2 separate regions of the Gossypium hirsutum genome follow, and region 1 is linked to region 2. A link is a contact called in public Hi-C data. All regions are on one chromosome and are shown on one strand. The core of a region is the stretch at or near the end of the contact, and the rest is flanking DNA. Distances in the headings are between cores, read along the strand shown.

Region 1 (2,840 bases), core at 272-2,771, 890 kb before region 2:
GAGATGCTGCTTTGTTGAAGACTCTCCCCCAGCAGGAAGAACGGTCTCAGCGACACTGTCCACACGTTCTACTATAGGGACTCAGCTACTGTTCCCCTATCAGCTGAATCCGTCTGGCCCACTTGCTGGTCACCCTGTTCCACTAGTATCTGGCCTGTCTTGAGCCCAACCCCAAGGCAATCCCTTCCAAAGCCATCGCATTCCTGTTACCACTATTATTATCCAGGTTGGGTTCTAAAATAAGCCAGCAGTTTTTTTAAAAATCGGGCCTGGTCCGGTATTAGGGCCTACAACCTTTTGTTTGCCCTTATTGGAATTTTTTACAAAATCATTCAGCCTATTAATTTTCGGGTCAACGCCTTTAATATACTGATTTCTGGGAGAAATTTCTTTCTCTTTAGAGTTTTGAAAGTCTGCCACTTCTCCATCATTAAATTCATTGTTTAAATCCCTATTATTTAGGCAACTGAATCGGGATCCTTCCCTTTTCTTTTCTTGAATTTCGGCAGATTTTTGAAAATTATCACGAAATTTATGCCTTGATTTCCTCTCAACAATCATCCACAACCCGTAACTCTCGTCTTTCTTCTCCGATTCTTCCATGGCCAACTTCTGGTTTTCCGGTACCGTTGCAGACAAATCATGATTCGCCTCAACCGTGGGTTTAGGACTTTTAAAAATACAGAGATTTTCCACATGTCCATACCTTCCAAAATGAAAACAGATAGTAGATAAAGCTTCATATTCCACTTTTTGCGTTCTACCATTGATCAAAATTTGTGATACCAAAGGTTCGCCCAGATTAACATAAACTGTTAATCTAGCAAAATGTCCCCTCGTCCTGCTGTCGGTATTTAAATCAAGCTTAACCACTTTACCAACTACTTCCCCAAATTCTGAAATGATTTTCCTGTTATATTAGTAGCTCGAAAGAGCTAGGAATCTGATCCATGCCATCACAACTCTTGGAAAATTCTGAGAAGGACCGAAACCCATCGTCTATGGTTGTACTGTCAAATACTGACCAAATATGATCGATGGTCCTTCAGCTAGGGCCTTTTTGAAATCCATCTTATTTTGAAATTTCACTAGAAAGTATCCATTCTCGATATCCATCATGTGCATAGGTGCTGTGGGTCTCCACAAATCGTAAATTTTATTCTGCAAAACTGTGAATCCCATATTCCGGCCTAGAAGTTTTAAAATCACAGTATTATCCATGCCTTGAACAAGGATTTGATGGATTCTGTCTGAGAAAGTTATGGAGGGTACGCCATTCACAAATGTCTTTTGGACGTCCCCTTCCAATATATCAATATTATCATTATCAACCAAACTATTGAAGACATCTTTTGAGGACTGTCCGACGAGTTTATCTCTCCAAGAAGTGAGTTGATCTGAGGGCGTATCGACCATTATTCCGCTCGTCGCCTCCTCTTCCTTATCCCGAAATCTGACCTTCTTAGGAATCAATTCCTCAACAATAGAACTTCCAAGACCAGAGTTCTCACCAAAAGTCATTTTTTTTTAATTTTAATTTTTTTAATTTTAAAATTTTATGATAATTTTTTATTCAAACATAAAATCAATGTCCAAATTCTTTAATGAACAAATTTACACTTAGAAATAACAATATCATTATAGCATAAAATAATTATGATTGGTATAAATATTGTTCAATATTAATATGATGGCTTTCTAAAATTAAATTTCAGTAAGGAACTTAAAGTGACAAACACAATTAAAAAAGTATTCAGAATTAATTATTGATAGAAAAACTATCAAATACAATAAAAAAGAAGTCCAAAATCATAATAGTAAAATAAAGAAAAAAAAGCACTTGCTCGATAGTTGAATAAAAAACATTGAAATAAAAAATATAATTACCATAAAAAAATTAACAAAAAGCCAATAAAGAAAAAATATTTATTAAATAATATATATTTTAAAATACTCAATTTGTCTTTAAGAAATATATTATATTCTCGTATTGCCACTATTTACTCATAAAAGTTGCTCAAATTATATATTAATTGATGGCTTTCGAATCCATAAAAAATAATATTTTTTATGTTTAAACCATAAATAAATAGCAATATAGAGAGTACGACCGATCCTACAGAGATTAGAATATCTAAAATTGTTGTTTCGGTTTAACTAAGTTGTGCACCAGACAATTATTATGCCCACAACATGTGACGATTTGTGCAAAAGTAAAAATGATGGATTTAAATATGATAAAGGTAAAAATAATTAAAATCTAGATAACAATAGAAATAAGCATAAAAGAAGTTAAATTAAATAAACCAATATAATGAAATTTCTAGCTTCAATCTCGATTTTGCCATGATTTCAAACTGATACTTGATAATAAGTCTCCTCCTTTAACTGAAAAGTCGATTATAGTGAATGAGGACGCCCAGACCACCAATCCTTCTGTAGTTTTACTTAACGAATAACCACGAAACACGTGTCCATGATTTAGCTCTTCAGTAGCTTTGGAAACTAGAAGGGTCTAACTTGAACCAACAACCTCAACTGCGCAGGTTGTTTAAACCTGATTGCTATTTCCTTTGACGGATCCAACTAACCACTTAATTGGACACACCAACGTGTTCTCCGATAGACCAAATATGATAGACGATCATATCACTTCTTCCAACTCTATGTTTATCAACACCGAATTAATGAGCTCTTTTTAATTTGATATCAATACAATTTTATAAGACGATGATACTTATATCTTAAATTAGAAAAATAACAAATACCAATACGGAAGTTTTTAAGTGTGGTTACGAATTTATTAACTCTCTACCGGCCTAAAACTAAATATAAATTTT
Region 2 (3,279 bases), core at 5-2,504:
CCCCCAACTTATCTTGCATAAAGTAAACCCCTCCTGTCCCTTCCGGTGATCGAATTGGCTGGTTCCCCAAATCCAACCCATCAAATGTAGAATGCATCATATCCCACATAAAACAAGGCAATTTCACTTTGGGGTTCAAAATAACTGGTTCAAACCAGAAATCTCTAACCGGTTCAACAGGCTTAGCTCGAACTTTGGCTGATTTTTGAACCATCAAATGAATCACAGCATCACTATCTTTACATAAATCATCAATTAGTTTTTGATCATCGAGTTTTTCACCATTACAAAAGATTTCTTGTTCATCAACATCAACGAAACCTTTCCCTTGTTTAACTATCCTTTGTTTCAAATACCCAACATTTCTAAACCTATCAACATGCAATTCAAACTCTTTCCCGCAACTTGTTCTTACAGTGATGAGCAAAAGATTGGAAAGTTTTAAAACTAGGTGCAAAAAATTCCCACCTTTCAAGCCGTAGTCTTTAACAAGCGAATCGTTGCGAGCCAATTCTCTGCCTTTAAAAACAAGCCTCTGTTTCTTCACTACAAAGCCTTTACATGTCTGGATCCGAAGCTTGACGGAGGCTATCGAATCGGATTTTAAAACCCGCATCGGAATCACCGAACCGGAAACCGAAAGGTAAATCAAGATCGAGTCACCCGCTTGGTTATAGCAATAACCAGAAGAGTGAACCGCTTCTCGACGAACCGGACTCAAAGCAACATCTACGACAGACATTTCGGGTTTTTGTCTTTCTTCTTCTTTTGTTTCAACCGAAAAACATTTGAATGAAGAAATCAACAACAAAAATTAGGAAAAAAGAAAAAAACTAATTATTTTCCTTTCAATCTGCAGTCAAAGGGACAGAGATATAACTGTAAAAATATTATTTTTTAGGCAAAAAGATGAAATTTCCAAACATTTGCAAAGAGAGACAGCAGGAGGAGAGGGAATTATTATTATTTTTTAATGAAGAAAAGAAACAATAAGTAAAAACTATGGAAGTGGGAGATCGAACTACCGTAATTAATATAAAATAGTCGCCATCTTTGTTTTTATGTATTTCCGAAAATGGTGGTTTCCGTTTCTGATTAGCGCGATTGTATCAGCTATTTTCTCTGCTCCAATGCAAAATAAAAATAAAAATGGTAGTCGTCCAAAGTAAAACTGAGAAAGGAGATAAAAAGGAGGAATGATACTGGAGTCGTTGGCATTTTATAAAGCTTTCTTTCACCTTTGATCCAACGACTATAAGGGGCCTGTTTTTGTTATTATTATTTTAGATTTTTATTTTAAATACGGTTAGTGTGAGTAACGGTCGTTTGGTTAAAGTTCAGAGAAGGAGCGGAGGTTGACTGTTGAGTTTACTGAAATACCCACCGAGAATCGTCTTTTTTAATCTTATCTTCAATCCGATTGTATTTAATATAGGCTATACACATTTCATCATTTTCTCCTCAAATTACTATTATAATTGTATACAAGTTTCTATTACAATTGATATAATTTTATAATTACCACTACCGTCAAACTACTACAATCCATAAACAAATTAAAATATATTCATATTTAAATTAAACTAAAATTCATACCAAAATAATAAAAACAAAACTCCTTCATGTAACATTATGAATATCTATTGTCATATACAATTTATAAATAAAATCATGATATATGACTCTTATTTTTATTTTTATCAATAATTGATGGCTTATTATTGCATTGCATTCTTAAAAATAAAACTTCAACTCCAACTTTAAAAATAATTTTATTAATAAAAATAGTCACAAATCCCAAAAGAATTAAACTTCATTAGTAGTATAATTGACATTTAAGATATCTCATAAAAATGACTTGTAAGATATCTTAATTCTTAAAAAAAATTATTATTTGGAGTTTTGTCTTATCTCATTAGTAAAAATGGAATCACTCTAATTATGTATGTAGGGCCCTAATCAAAACAGCCCAAAGCAGAAAGCCCAAACTTGACCTTAGACCTAGCCCACAACCATTAGCAAAACAGAAGCCAAGTTTAGCGCCGCACGCCCCACGCACGCCCCCAGCTCGCGCGTCGCACGTCGCACGCATCACGTCCGTGCACTCCTCCTCCACGTCTTTACGGCACCTGCGACTTGAGCAAGAAAATAGCAAGAAACAAGTTGTATTCGACTATAAAGCCCTAAAATTTTTATTGTTTTGGGAACTTTTTTTTCCCCTTCCTTTTTCAGAAAAATAAAATATAGATCTAAAAAATCAACAAATATACAAGAAAGAATTCAGAGAAATCAAAAAGCAAAGGTTGCATTTTTTTTAGATTTCTTTTGTTGTTATTGATGTTCTCTTTTCATGGGTTTTATTTTGAGTTGTTTTAAAGTAGGACATAGTGTTTGAAGTGTTTTTTTAAATAAAAAATAAAGAAAGCGAAAAGGGTCGAAGGTACTTGGTTGGGGCTCCTCCGGTCGCCGTTATTCGTGATCGGGGTGGATTAGCAGCAGGGGGCTGATCTATTTGTGCCCTAGTAGAGTAGAAAGGGAGAAAACCCTTTTTTTTTCTTTTCCTTTTGATTCGTAACAGATAACTTGGGGGGAGGGGGGAAGGTTTCTTTTTTTTTTTCTAAAAAGGGGAATTTATGTGTTTAGTCCTCCCTTTTTGTCCGTGTTAATTCTTCATTCTTCGTTCTTTAATTTTTCTTTGAGATTTAGGCGCGGTGTTAATTTTTTCCGTGTTTAAGCACTGCGTTTTGGAACATGGGATAATTTCGTTTTCAATCCCCATAAGTTTGCACACATTGTATTTAAGTCCCAAATTAGGCTCCAACGCTTTGTTCATTTATAGATTATCTTGTTGATTTTAATTTTATTTCAATTGAGTCCTTTTCCTTTTAATTTCAGCTTTTTTGTTTGTAAAATTGTTTTTAGCATTTATTTTAAATTATTATTCACTTTTTATATTATTCATTTATTTATTTATTTTCTTTTGTATATTTTTTAAAATGCTTTATTTATATAATTTACTCATTTTAAAATTCTCTTTTATGTACATTCTTTATTTAAAAGTTTTATATCGTTGCTATTTTAAATATTTTTATACATTATTATTGTATATATATACACATAATTTATATTTAACTATTTTTTTATTTTATGTATATTATCTCTTGTAGACACACACACATATATATATATTGTTTTGTATGTTACTTACTTTAATTCTTTGCTTGCATAATGTTTATTTTAAAAATCAATTTATATATTATTATTTCACATATGATTTAT

The links. A called contact is a pair of places that touch in the nucleus more often than the background predicts.
Region 1: a contact with region 2 is called in a Hi-C map of leaf, with 1.8 times the contacts expected there. The contact joins the promoter of LOC107952485 here to the promoter of LOC107951174 in region 2. A contact is called at or near these places in 3 of 34 Hi-C or Micro-C datasets (callus and leaf).

Annotation. Positions count from the first base shown.
Region 1 is chrA02:46,675,033-46,677,872 of Gossypium_hirsutum_v2.1, reverse strand. It overlaps LOC107952485, which reads right to left and starts at 1,521. Exons shown (of 3, transcript XM_016887736.1): 1 at 1,026-1,521; 2 at 295-896; 3 at 72-203. The coding sequence starts at 1,521. The coding sequence ends at 72.
Region 2 is chrA02:45,788,017-45,791,295 of Gossypium_hirsutum_v2.1, reverse strand. LOC107951174 (phosphatidylinositol 4-kinase gamma 2) reads right to left here and starts at 1,254. Exons shown (of 3, transcript XM_016886117.2): 1 at 1,026-1,254; 2 at 1-765. The coding sequence starts at 742.